Linked DNA regions of Sus scrofa: region 2 is linked to region 1. The links are chromatin contacts, called in public Hi-C maps. All regions are on one chromosome and are shown on one strand. Each heading gives the region's core, a stretch centred on a gene start, on an enhancer-like site or on the middle of the called end of the contact. The rest is flanking DNA. Distances are from core to core; before and after follow the strand shown.

What was found. Hi-C and Micro-C count contacts between places; a contact is called where the count stands out from the background.
Region 2: a contact with region 1 is called in a Hi-C map of liver, with 5 times the contacts expected there. The contact joins the promoter of ACVR2A here to the promoter of ORC4 in region 1. A contact is called at or near these places in 1 of 5 promoter capture datasets (liver), 3 of 47 Hi-C or Micro-C datasets (heart right ventricle and liver) and 1 of 2 datasets of contacts at active chromatin or transcription factors (alveolar macrophages).

Annotation. Positions count from the first base shown.
Region 1 is chr15:4,094,498-4,100,531 of Sscrofa11.1, reverse strand. ORC4 (origin recognition complex subunit 4) reads right to left here and starts at 3,993. Exons shown (of 14, transcript XM_003133249.4): 1 at 3,798-3,993. MBD5 (methyl-CpG-binding domain protein 5) reads left to right here and starts at 4,219. Exons shown (of 16, transcript XR_002339404.1): 1 at 4,219-4,889.
Region 2 is chr15:4,254,321-4,261,187 of Sscrofa11.1, reverse strand. ACVR2A (activin A receptor type 2A) reads left to right here and starts at 2,132. Exons shown (of 11, transcript NM_001204765.1): 1 at 2,132-2,208. The coding sequence starts at 2,154.

The sequences.
Region 1 (6,034 bases), core at 2,744-5,243:
AGTTAAAAAAAAAGATACAAACTGCCTGGAAATATTTTCTAAATTTTAATTAATTTGGCATCTTATACTGTACAGATCGATGTGATTTTATGATTTTTAAACTAATGTGTGACAATTTAAAACAATTTTGGCTAGAAGAAAAAAAAATCTCTAAAATTAAAAAGAGAATAAGGGTTCTATTTATGGTAATGGCAGATCAAATCAAGCCAACTGCAAAGTCAACAAGAAAGCTTAATAATAAAAATCAAACAAAAATAAGTCAATCTGATATTACATGACAAAATCTAGGAGAAAATAAACGAAGAAATACACACTCAGTACCTTCTTCCTGAGGTTTTCCGTCTATCCAGAATAAAAGACTAAGAAATAAAAAGAAAGACCAAGTTACTGGTGACTTTGCAGAGCTATTGGGAATTTAAAAAAAAAAAAAAAAAATCAAAGGCATAGAGCTTATCTAGCATGTGCACTCAAAGAAACAATCACCTAATTCTGAGACCTTAAGGGCAGCATCATCAGGAAAAAGGAGAACTGGAAAGCAAAACAAAGCTTGTGTGATTAGAAGCCCTGCTTAACATCATGTATATAACAGAAGGGATCCCAAGATTTGAACATGAACTAAGTGACTTAAATGGTAGCATCCCTAAACAATTTTCCTAAAAAAAAAAAAATTTCTTCTTGAGGAGGACCTTATTCTAAGACTCATGTATTCCTAACATTTTTCAAATACAACCATCACACAGGCACACTAGGAGAAAAAAAGAAAATCACGAACACAGAAAATGACCCATTAAAAAAAAAAATCAAGAAACTGGAATTCTGCACTACAGACAACAAATTAACTACAAATACTATGTCAATAAAGGCCACAACTGTAATTTTTAGCAAGTAGCTAGAAACAGTTAGGGTGGACATAGGTGATATATTTCCTAAAAAGATGTGGATCCGTAGACTCAAGAATCCCAATGAGTTCAAAACGGGAAAAAGAATTCCATACAAAAGCATCATGAAGAAACAGCAGAAAATCTATGACAAAGAAAATATTTTTTTAAAGGCAGATTTCTTCTAAGCAGCAAGAATTAGACAGCTGACTGCTCAAAATCAATAATGGCAGCCCCCCACCATAAAACAGTGGAACATCTTTAACAGGGCTGATAAACAACCACAATCCTACAATACCCCCAAAACATTTTTCAACATTGCAGGTGAAACAGACATTGTAAGGTAAGCAAAAAAAATTAAGCAATTTGGCCATCAGTATGTCTACATTAATTAATTTCTTAAGAGTGTATACTCAGGCAGGAGGAAAAAGATTCCCAAAGAAAATTCAGAGATTCAAGAAGAGATGAAGAACACCCAAAATGGTAAATATATCGACTCAACATTGATAGCAGAAAACAATGCTGCCCAACTAGAATACAAGGCCACTCACACATGTAACTTAATATTTTCTAGTATTCACATTTAAAAAAAGTAAAATAAGGTGAAATTAATTTATTATAATTTCAACAAGTAATCATAATAAAATAATTTTACACTGTTCTCATACTAAATCTTAGAAATCTGAGGTTTATTTGACATTCACAGAACAACTCAGATGCTAATTTGTCATCAGAAATATGTGGTCTTAATTTTTATAAAGTTTACAATTGAGACAGTAAACTTACATACTCAGGTTGTTCCAAGCATACTTAATGAATCTTCCGACAACTGAATCGAGTATCGATTTTCAAATTTAAATTAACACAATACTAAAAATACAGTTTCTCAGTAATACTACCCATATTTCAAGTGTTCCATAGCTTGTGGCTACTGTACCAGATAGCAGAAGTATAGGACATTTTCCCTGGAGTTAAAATTACCCCCCAAAATTCAAATAACAGTAGCAGTATATAAGTCAGTAAGAATGAAATGAAGATAAAGCTATTATTCAGGATGTGAGAAATGCTACAAGCACAGAGAAGATATTTGCCACAATGCTCAAGTCTTTATGTAAAAACACAGACAACTTAACTGGACACAATCCAAATGTCTGTAATACTGAACTAGTTAAATTTTGATTTATTCACAATAGGACTCACTACACTACACTTACTATACTATAAACATTACTATACAGCAATAAAAATACATGAACTAAAGCTAACAGGATTAAATATTGCATAGTAAGAGAAAAATTATACATAACTCATTTACATATAGAAAAAAACGTGTATTGTTTAGGAATGTCGGAAAAGGTGGTTTAAAAACACTTGAAATAAAATTAGGAAATCATTACCATAAAAATATCATTACTACATTTAAAAAAAAGAAATTGTTACCATAAAAATCCAGCCATCTTTGGGAGTACTGAAGAGGGAGGAAAGAATAGGAATGGATTGGCGGGGGGAGGGCGGAGCATTGTTTTCTCTCTTTGGTAGTGATTACAAAGTGTGCACGTTATAATTATTCATTATACTGCATATCTACGACTTGCACACTTTTTTGCACATTTTTATTTTGTCGTAAAAAATTAAAAACTTGTTACGTAAGGCACTTTTATTGATTTGCTATAATTTTTTTCTGTTCTAAAGTGGCAAACATTTGGTTTCAATATAAACAAAATGTTAAGGCACAGGTGTCTAGTTTTTACTCCATTCGACAAGATTACTGCACACACAGAAAGTGGTAAAAGCAGTCAATGATGCATGAATAGGATCTACTGTCAAAACACATAGAAGTAAAACGTAGAAAATAAGTAGTAACTTTAACTAAGAGTACGCTGAAGGACACACCACAGAATTAAATAATACCAACACAACATAAATATGTGGAATTTTGGATTCCCGGTCTTAAAAGAAACTATACATGAGTGATAATCTTTCAAAGCACCTTCAAAAGAAGTTAACTGAAAGACTAGAATGGTTTTAGTTATGATTGTATGAACTGAATGTGAAAAAGAAACGGTGCAATTTTACTGAAAAAAATACCTTTATTAATGAAAATCCATGAATCTTTTCTTAAATATTCTGAATTAACATAAGGGAAGCATTATTTCCAGCAAAACCAGTTGCATTTAATTGAAAAACCAAAGGCTAAATCCGAGGCTAGTAACCAAAGTAATTTAAAATAAAAACCCATTAAAATAATTTTTAAAAACCCTCATCTACACTACAGAAAGGGAGAACTTTGATGATATACCTTCCTTATCAACGGTAACATACAATATCAAGGATTACACAATCCCATATCCTTTTCTAAGAACAACCATAGGCGTTGTGGTGCAGCAACAACGCAAGACAGGGAGAGAAATTCCACTCGAGACATCCTAGCTTATTCCCTCCCCAAAGCCACTCCAGAATTCCTAGAAGGATAGCGAAGTAAGGATTGATGGTCATAACATCCAACATAAGCAATGCATTTAATGCTATAAGTTGTCAAAAATCACACAGCTTGTCTCCCTTGCTAGGCAGGTCCCCTGCTTTGAGCTGAAACAGTCATCAGAAGGCTCCGGAGATCCAATTTTTCTCTTACACCTGGACCATCACATTCCTCACCACCACTGGGTGTAGTCTCCACCTGCCATAGATTTAATCTCATCAGGACTCCCTAAACTCTTCAAGGATTCGTCGCCCGCAGGCTCACAGGAAGGCTATGAGATGGAAGAAGCCAGCCTAGTTTCTGGCCTGCCTGGCCTAGACAGGCCTGCCCCCCTTCCCGCATACCCAGTCTCCAAAGCCTTCCATCCTCCCCTTTTCGATTCGCCTTTAGCCAGTGGCGCCCATGGCCTTCGTTCTGAGGCCAGCCGACCCCCATGTTACCTCTCACGAAAAAGCCAGCCCTTAAGAGGGCAGAGCGGTATTCTAGAGACCGCGGAAAAGGATCCACAAGCTCCTCTCGCCGCGTAGTCAGCTCTACCTCCCCAGAGGCTGCCAGCTATACACCACTACTCCCAGCGTGCCCCGCGCAGGGACCGCCTTTCCCACCACTCCCCTCTCCCGCCCAAACACGTGACCTCCTTTTGCCTTGGTCCACGCCCACTTCCGTTCCTCCACTTTCCCTTAGGAAGGAGGAGGGGGCTGGGGGTGTTAAAGAGTAGCGACTTCCTCCTACTCCCCGCCCCCGCCCCTCTACCCCCTGCTACAATGTCTTCCGGGTCGCGATCGCCTCGGAGCCTTCTGGGAAACCTTCACATTTCCTCCCCTCCCCCTCCTCCTGCCTTCAACCAACCAGCCTCCCGTCAGAGAGGGACATGCGCAGTGAGTGCCTCCCGTCTCTTCTACCCGAACCCCCCCTCCCCCCCAAGCAGAGAGACCCCAGCAGCAGCAGCAGCTGATGATGAAGAGAGAGGCAGTGGCAGAGGGGGGGCACCTTTTATTTCTATTTTTAAAGGGACAGGACACTAATTTTACCCCACTTCAACCTTGAATTGAGGGGGGTGGGGGGAAGGCGGCTGAGTTCCTTCCCCCACCCTCCAGCCCTGAGACCTGAGAGGGGGATTGAGCCTGAGAAAGAAGGAGAAGGAGTTTCTTCTTCTTCCAAACCCCCCCATCCACGACTCCTACCCCCTCACCCCTCCACTAGCCTCCCTCCCGAGCCCTCTCCATCCTCCTCCTCTTTGGCCGTGAGAGGAGAGAAAGAGACCAAAAGCCTCTTAGCAACACAGACCCTTCTCTGCTGCTGCTGCTGCTGCTGTTGCTGTTGCTGCTGCTGTTGCTGCTGCTGCTGCTGCTGCTGCTGCTACTGCTGCTTGGCCCTGGCTGGAGACATCTCACTACACCCAGGAGCAGCCACTTCCCCAGCTCTCCTCCTCCTTCGCCTCCTCCTCCTCCTCCACTCCCCCCCTCTTTATTACCCTTTGTGTCATCCTCCACAGCTCCAGGGAAGGCACTCAAAAGTGGGGGGCAGGAAAGGTAAGTGTGTCTGTGGGGGCTTCATTGCCTTCCTGTGGCTCTGACTTTAACTCTGGGGCAACAGTAGCACCAAACCACATACGCAGTGGAGCTCCCGGGTGAGGAGGGGGTGGTGCTGGGGGGTGGTGAAGGAGGAGTAGGAGTGGGGAGGGGTGTGTGAGGTGGGTGCCCATCCTGTCAGAGGAGGAAGGGCACTTTTTATTTTTATTTGCTGTTGTCAAAAGTGGTTTCTCTCCTCCAGCTAACATCTGATTGTGTCTTGGCTCCAGTGGGGGAGAATACAAAAACAACCCCCTCCTTCCTCCAATGAGGCGCCAGGGAAAGAGACAGAAAGAGGCACACTTTCTAGATGTCACTTTAAAAAATCATTTGGAGAGCTTTTTTCCTTTTTTCCTAGGAAAAGCTCTGCTGCATTTGTTTCTGTGTGGGAAAATGTCGGGATCTGGATTGTATCGGAACTGCTTATCCATTTGTAGACCTGAGTGTTTTCCCCTTTTTGGTTCTGTATGTGATTTGGATGTTGACTTCAGTGTTGGAACAGACTTGATTGGTTTTTGCTTTCTGGGTTTAATTTTCCTTTATTCGTTTTGTCTGACTTGCATAGAAAATTTCAAATTTTTGGTGATAGAGGCCTTTGGTTAGGTTTTGGCTTGTATTATTGCTTTTTTTTGTTAAATGTTTGTTCATATATTAGCATATGAAGTTCATAGCTCAAAATACTTAAAGTTTAAATGCCGCTGGTATTGTCTCTCTGTAGCTACGTTCCTGATATTTATTTTACATAAGATGAGAATATTCGCTATTTCATAATATGGGTATTTTCCTAATCTTTGCAACTTGTCTGAACAAGTAATCCCCATTGAAAACTTTTATGTTGTTCTGGCTTCATGGAAGGCCAAACCTCTCCATCAATAGTTTGCTGGATTGGTACCACTTTCAGTTTTAACTGAATTATTTATTTACTGTTGTAAATTGAGATGAGTTTTTTATCTCTTGGGGGTACTGAACCAAATTGCTCACTATATGTGAAAGGAGAAAAATTTCTAAAATATGGTTTTCTGAGTCGAAGAAATCATGATGTTGTAGTTAGTATATGCATTGTAGATGTTAATTGAAAGATAAATCCAAATTTAGGTTTATAGAGT
Region 2 (6,867 bases), core at 883-3,382, 160 kb before region 1:
TCTTGGAGAGACTTTAAAGAGCCACAATGATTACTAATAACCTTGACAAGTTGTAGAAATGGGTAGATAATTACAGGATGAACTTAATTGAAATACAGAGTAATTTAGAGGAAGAGAAAAATGAGACTATAACTACAAGGGAGAAGGCTTGCTTTGCGGAGAAATTGGGAACTCAGTAAGCTGCAAGTAAAGTGTCAATTAGCCATATAGTACAGATATTTTATTTGTTTTTATTAATAAAAACCAAAAAATCATAGATTATATGTGAGAATAATGTATTTAAGGAGAAGGCAATTATCCCTTGTCATTTATATAAATATTAAGCACCTATCACATCATGCTAGACACTCTGAGTGCTGACATAAAATGGGGAAGAAGACACAAGACCTCCCACCCCCCCACCTTCATGGAGCTCGCTAAAGTGTGGTAAATGACAAAGCTAGTACCGTTAATACTCTCTTCAGTTAGTGTTCTGTAACCAACTTTGAGTACAGCACATAATGTGAGCGTCCTGAGAGAGGGAATCCTACTTTACGTTTTGGATCCCATTCCGTGCCTAGCACAGCACCTTGTAAGCAATCAACTTGAATTAAGGAGTACAAACAAGCCCTAAAATAACGAAAATTTAAAAAGTAAACACTCGAATGACCATCAAATATGTCGATCGAAATCCTCAGGTTTTCTCTTCAGCGTGTAATAATATTTGAGAACCTATTACATGCAGAACAATTCTCAGCACAAGGCTTTGTATGTAAAAGGAATGGTGGGAATGGATTCGTATTGCACATCGTGATAACTGCGGTGGAAATCTTTGACCGGGTGGACAGCCCACCCTCTGCGAGGCCATCCCCACCCCCTTCCTTTTCTTTTTAAGACAAAACGCTTAAAACAGAAGCCACAGGGGCGGGAAGCACGAGACGACTGAGGGTACAGACACTGGCTGCGGCAGCTCGGCAGCGCGGAGGACCGACTACCACACCTCGCTTCCCCGCGCCTGGAATCTCAGAGCGGACGAGGCGTCCCCCCAGAGGAAAGACAGGGCGCCGCAGACGCCCCCGCGGAAGAGTCACCCGCCCCACCCCGCCCTGGGGTCCTGTTCCTCTTGAGCTCCCTCTGACCCTTCGGGCGTGCGCTCCGTAGAGAGGCCAGGGGAGCACGATTTGGAAACCAGGCGCTCGAGATCGGGACGAACCTCCATCCGCCCGCCCACTCGAGCTCCACGGCCCAGCAGGCCGAGCAGGCCGGACGACGAGGCCTCGCGGTATCGAGGCTCCGTCCGCCCCGCCTCCTCACCCTCCTGCCGGCCCCGCCCTCGCTCTCTCATCCCTCCCCCTCTCCCGCCTCGCTTCCCCGACAATCTCCTCGCGCTCCCGGCCCGGCACGCGCGCTGCGCCCGGCCACCGCCGCCACTGCCGCCGCCGCCGCCACCGCTGCGGAGCGTTCCTTCACGGTGCCCGGCTTCCAGCTTCGGGCCGGAACCGGAAGTTTAGGGGGCGGGGCCGGCAGAGGCCAGGGGACCGAAAACGCGGCCGAGCCCGGAGCCTGGAGCCGGAGCCAGAGCCTGGACCAGAACTTGGCCGCCGCCTGCGCCGCCGACGCCCGCCGCTCCTTCCCCGTGCTGCCGCCGCCGCCTCCTCGGGCGCCGCCGCTGCGAGCTCAGCCGCCACTGGTCCGCGGACTTTGGGTGTCCGGGTTGAAGGTCGGTCCGGACGTCGGACCCAGCTCGGTTCCCGGACTGTCCGGGCGGCAGCGGACGTCGCCGCCGCCGCCTCCTCGTCGCCTCAGCCTGGCGTTTTGTTCCGAGAGACCCGAGAGGCGAGCGGAGCTGACAGTGATTTTGACAGTGATTTAAACCCGCTTTTGTTGTTGTTGGCTTTTCGTTGTTTGGTTTTGTGTGTTGTGATTGTGTGTGGCGGTTTTTCCCCCGTGGTGCATTTTTTTAAATTGTGCTTTCTTTATTTTTAAATTTTTTCCTTTTTTTTTTTGACCCCGTGAACGTTATTTTTTTAATTTTTTTTTTTTTTTTTTGGTCGGGGCTTCCGAATATGTTTTATGACGGTTGATTTTACACCAGGAGGTTTGTCTCTGAGGAAGACCCAGGGAACTGGATATCTAGCGAGAACTTCCTACGGCTTCCCCGGCGCCTCGGGAAAATGGGAGCTGCTGCAAAGTTGGCGTTTGCCGTCTTTCTTATCTCTTGTTCTTCAGGTAGGTGCACGGAGCGCGGCGCGGCGGGGCTGCTGCCGCCGCCGCCGCTGCTGGCGGCCGCGGTTGTCGGTGGGTCGGCGAGCTCCCGTGGACCTTGAGGAGGTTTCCCCGCACCCCGAGCCCCTCGGCTGCCACCCGCCAGGTCCGACTGTGATCTGGAAACCTCCATGAATTTTTCTGGTTTTGAGTTAGGTTGGCGAACTGATTGGAGTGACTGCTCTGTTGTGGAAGTGAGAAAGTCATGGTTTGTGGCCATAACAGTGGATGACAGCGCTGGTTGGGTTGTAATTAAGCCGCAAATACCACAAGTGACAATTTGTGCAAAGGTTTGAGACCCGAAAGGCGTATTCCAAAATGTCATTTAGTATGACATCCTCTGAGATAAGGGTGGTTTTTATTTTTTTAACGTCTTTTAATTAGTACTTCAGTGACTATCACGACAGAGATCAAGTCAGTTGCTGCTTAATTTTGACCGTGAGAAACAATGCATTCTACCAGCAGTTTCTTCTGCGTCTCCCCTCACATTTTCTTCAACTTCAGTGTCCAGCAGTGTTAAAAATAGTTGTAGTTGTTGTTGGAGTATTAACAATAACCCAGTGCAGAAGAGGTATGCTGCTGTGTGTTGGGAATGTGCTGGCTTTCAACCACCATTTATGTGCTCTTTTCTGGCATAGATTTTGCTTACCTACGAATACTTATTTTAAACGCGTTGTATTGAAGCATTGTTTTCGGTTTAGAACAGCCCATTTGAAATTGTGCATACTGTCACATACACTATAGTCATAAAATTCGTTTTGGCCCAAGGTTGGAAGAATAATCTGGCCCCTTTATATTTGAAATTTTGATTTTGTGAGAACATTCTGTGGTTGCAACCAGTGGTTGGAAAACTATGTAGTCTTTTGTATTTGAAATTCTGTAAATGAATACAGCATCTAGCTCAAAAGGTGTGCAAATGTGCATAAGAGGAGAGTTCGCTTGATAGATGGAGCAATTTTAAAGTGGCAATGGATCTATTTTTTACAAAATTCAATATTCAGTTACCAGGTTGTGAGATAGAATTATAGGGGGACAACGAATTGACAGGTTTCATGGCCATGTCTTTATCTCCTTTGCCACAGGGAAATAAGAGGGTGGTAGTCTTTTCTTTGTGTACCTCTGTGGTGTGTGTGTTTGTGTGTATGTCCTTGTCCATCCGTCCTCCCTGCCCCCCCCTTAATAGAATCTTTTGTGATGTATAGAATTTTGCTGAATGGTACATTTCCTTGTGGTTAATAAATGGATGAAGTCTGGTCTTATGTCTATAGTGGTATTGATCAGTTCCGGGTGGGCTGAATGTGTTGTGAAATGGCGATCATTGCCAGAGATTAACCAAAAGAATCATGTCTGTTTAAATGGAAGAAGGAACATGCTTAAGGCAGGCTGACAGTTCTTTTTGTGTGTGGTTTGGGAAGGAAGATAAACAATGGTGTTTCTGAAATGAATGAATACTAGATAACATTAAACCTCTTGCTTTTGTGACATAACTTAACCATGTAGTTTTTATTATTCCTGTAGTACTCTTCCTCCTCTGCTCCTATATGTTCTGGTTGGTGAACTCCTCTTGTTCAGATCCCTTTTTCTGATCTCCTGCCCTTGAGGAGGAGGGGCATCATGGCCACTGACCAAGGACTTGTGGACATTATTTTCTCCCAGACCCTCCTGAGTCACACTAATTGGTGAAGCAGGCTATTCTTGAGCATTCTCCAGGTATTACCTCTGGAAAAGCAGGCTGTCAACTACAGATCTTACAGCTTCTTCTGCTTGGCTTGGGAGTAAAAAGAATGGAGCAGTTAGTTTCTTGTAGGGTTTTTTCCACTGGGCCAGGAGGTTAATAGCTAAAATTTTAAAGAATTTTGTTGCTATAGAGCACATAGATATTGCACTTACATTACTAATTAAGTATTGTTGCATAGTTTTTTAAATAAGTAATCCTAGCTGAACTAAAATATAATTCTGTTGAAGATACTGAAATCTTAGACTTTAATCCATATTTATACATGAAGATTTTTAGTACTTAAAATGTCTGATTTTTTAAAAGGGCTTTTGTTATGCATCAAGTGCACTCTAAAAAGGATTATTATTTTTCCTTTCCTAATTGATTTTTTTCTATGTAATCTGTAATCTAGCCTGGTGAAGCATGAGGATGGCTACTTTTATGAGATTTAAAAATTTTCTCAAGTTTTTTTTTGTTTATCAATATTTGATTTTTAAAAAATCAAGTGAAGAACAGTAGTAAAGAACAGTTTTATTTCAGGTGCTTAGGATTTTTTTTTTTCTTTTTTTTAGTATTTTGTGGATGTTGATTTTTCATTTTCCATCCCATGGTATGTATACTGGAGATTGGTTATGAAGACTATTTGTGTAGGATATAACCAAGTGTATGATTCTCTCCTCTCATTCTAGAGGAAACATTCTTGAGTTTTGCCCTCATCCTGAAATACCTTCAGATTCCCTTTGATTTCAGTTTTTTTCACCCCTCTTATCCTTCCTCAGATTCTGTTTCAAAACACAAATCTACTTCTTAGTTGTTTTGTGTTTAAAGCATTGTGGTTAATTTGAATCGTTCTCCAAATTTATTAAAATGTGAGGATGAGTTTAATACTTGCTCTAATACTTAGGGTTATCTTACCTAGAGTGATGCAGCTATTGTGGTATTTGAATTGCATTGAACAAGTTGAGAATTCCTTTGGATTTTGTGGGAACTGGAACAGTCTGGTCCACATATTTGATGAAATAAGAAATGTAAATCAAGTAATTTTGTGCATTTTCTTTAGTTCAGCTAGTTAAAACTGTGTGTATGTGCTCACATGGATGTGCTCATTTCTGTGAGAAAGTGTATATGTGTTTGGAGGGGGAGTTGGCAGTACAGTGAGTCTTCTGGAGTTTGACTAACAAGTGATAGATATTAAATCCTTTTTTTTCTAAAAGGCAGAATCTCTTAAATGTAATCTGTGGTCAAGTTCAATATATTGGAAGATTAAGACCAGAAGAAAACAACACTTCCCTCTCCAATTCATTTTGAATTTTTTTTTCTATTTATGATAGGCCAGTAGTTCTCAAGCATGTGTGACTTTTGCTCCCAACCCCAGCCCCCACCTCCCACCTCTACCCCAGGGGACATTTGGACACATATTTGGGTTGTAACAACTATGAGGGAGGAGGGAGGTTTGCTACTGGCATCTAGTGGGTAGAGGATGGGGATGCTGCTAACCGTCCTGTAATGCACTGGAGAGCCTTCCACAACAAAGAATTATCTGGCTCAAAATGTCAATAGTGTTGAAGTTGAGAAGCCCTATAGTTAATTCTTAATTTTAAAAATTATTAGTATATTAGCAAAAGGACTCTGCTGTCCCTCCCGCAGTTAGTCATCTAAATTTTATGAATGCATGGTATTAATGATCTCCAAGTGACCTTGTATTGAGAGTTTTCATCTTTTCATTATCTTTTAAAATTAGAATGACTAGAAAAATAAACTACATATACACGTTATTTCATCCTGTTATACTGTAAGAAAAATATTTTGCTGTTAATGGATAAACTTTCTCCAAACACTTGTTATGATGAAATGCTCATGAAGACTGCGTATTCATTGATATGATGAATGATAGGTCAGGGTATCAAGTTTAATTATATTTGCTTTTGCTTTTCATCCAGTAGTTTCTTTGCTGTAATAATCATCTTTAATACTATTTCCTTTTATCCTTATTGAAATCACTGTGCGATGTGGTGGCAGGGGTGTGTGTGTGTGTGTGTGTGTGAGAGAGAGAGAGAGAGAGAGAGAGAGAGAGAGAGATTAATATGGTGCCTGGAAGTTTTGTAAATTTCATATAGCGAAATATTTTTATTATTACTTGTTCTCTAAATGGTTTCAAGGTGTAAATTCAGGGATTTTTGTTGTTGTTGATTTTTTTTTAGATTATTTCCTTTATCTAGCAAACTTTAATTTCAAGAAACTTACAAAATGATTTCTTAATTACATAATTTTCTTGAGAATCATTATCTGGGTTTTGGTTACCATTAGACCCATTTGGGCTATACTACTAAGTAACATTCTATGATCTCTTGCGGACCCTTGTTCTTTTTGAGGTTAAAATTTCACCATAATTAATACTTGATTACCTTATTTTGAACCCTGGTGTTAAGGAAGCTAACCCAGCCAGCCAGCGTAAGAATTACAGTGAAATTTTTAAAATAGGTAGCACTACACTACAGGGAGGAAAAATTTTGAAGTTCCTCCCACAAAAAATATGCAAATAAATCTCATACTCATACTGTCTTTGTAACACACCTCCCAGATATTTATCTCTGGTCCTGACATTTTCACCCTTTGTGTCCAGACTCATTGTTTCACGAGCAATAAAGCGTAAGTAAACCAAATGAGATTTTAATAATCTTTAAATTGTCCCTTTAGATTCTAAAACTATTTAGTTGCTTTTTCACTTTTGTCATTATTCTTATATCTCATCTTTGGTGTCTCATAAATCTGTGATTTAAATTTGTCTTTTTATCCTCTCTTAGGTTGCCACCGTTATGGTGCCCCTTGGATACTAAGTTAGGTGAGGTTGGCAATGTTTGATCCCGAGGTCACTAGTACTCCTCCATTTTATTCCATATTCTAAA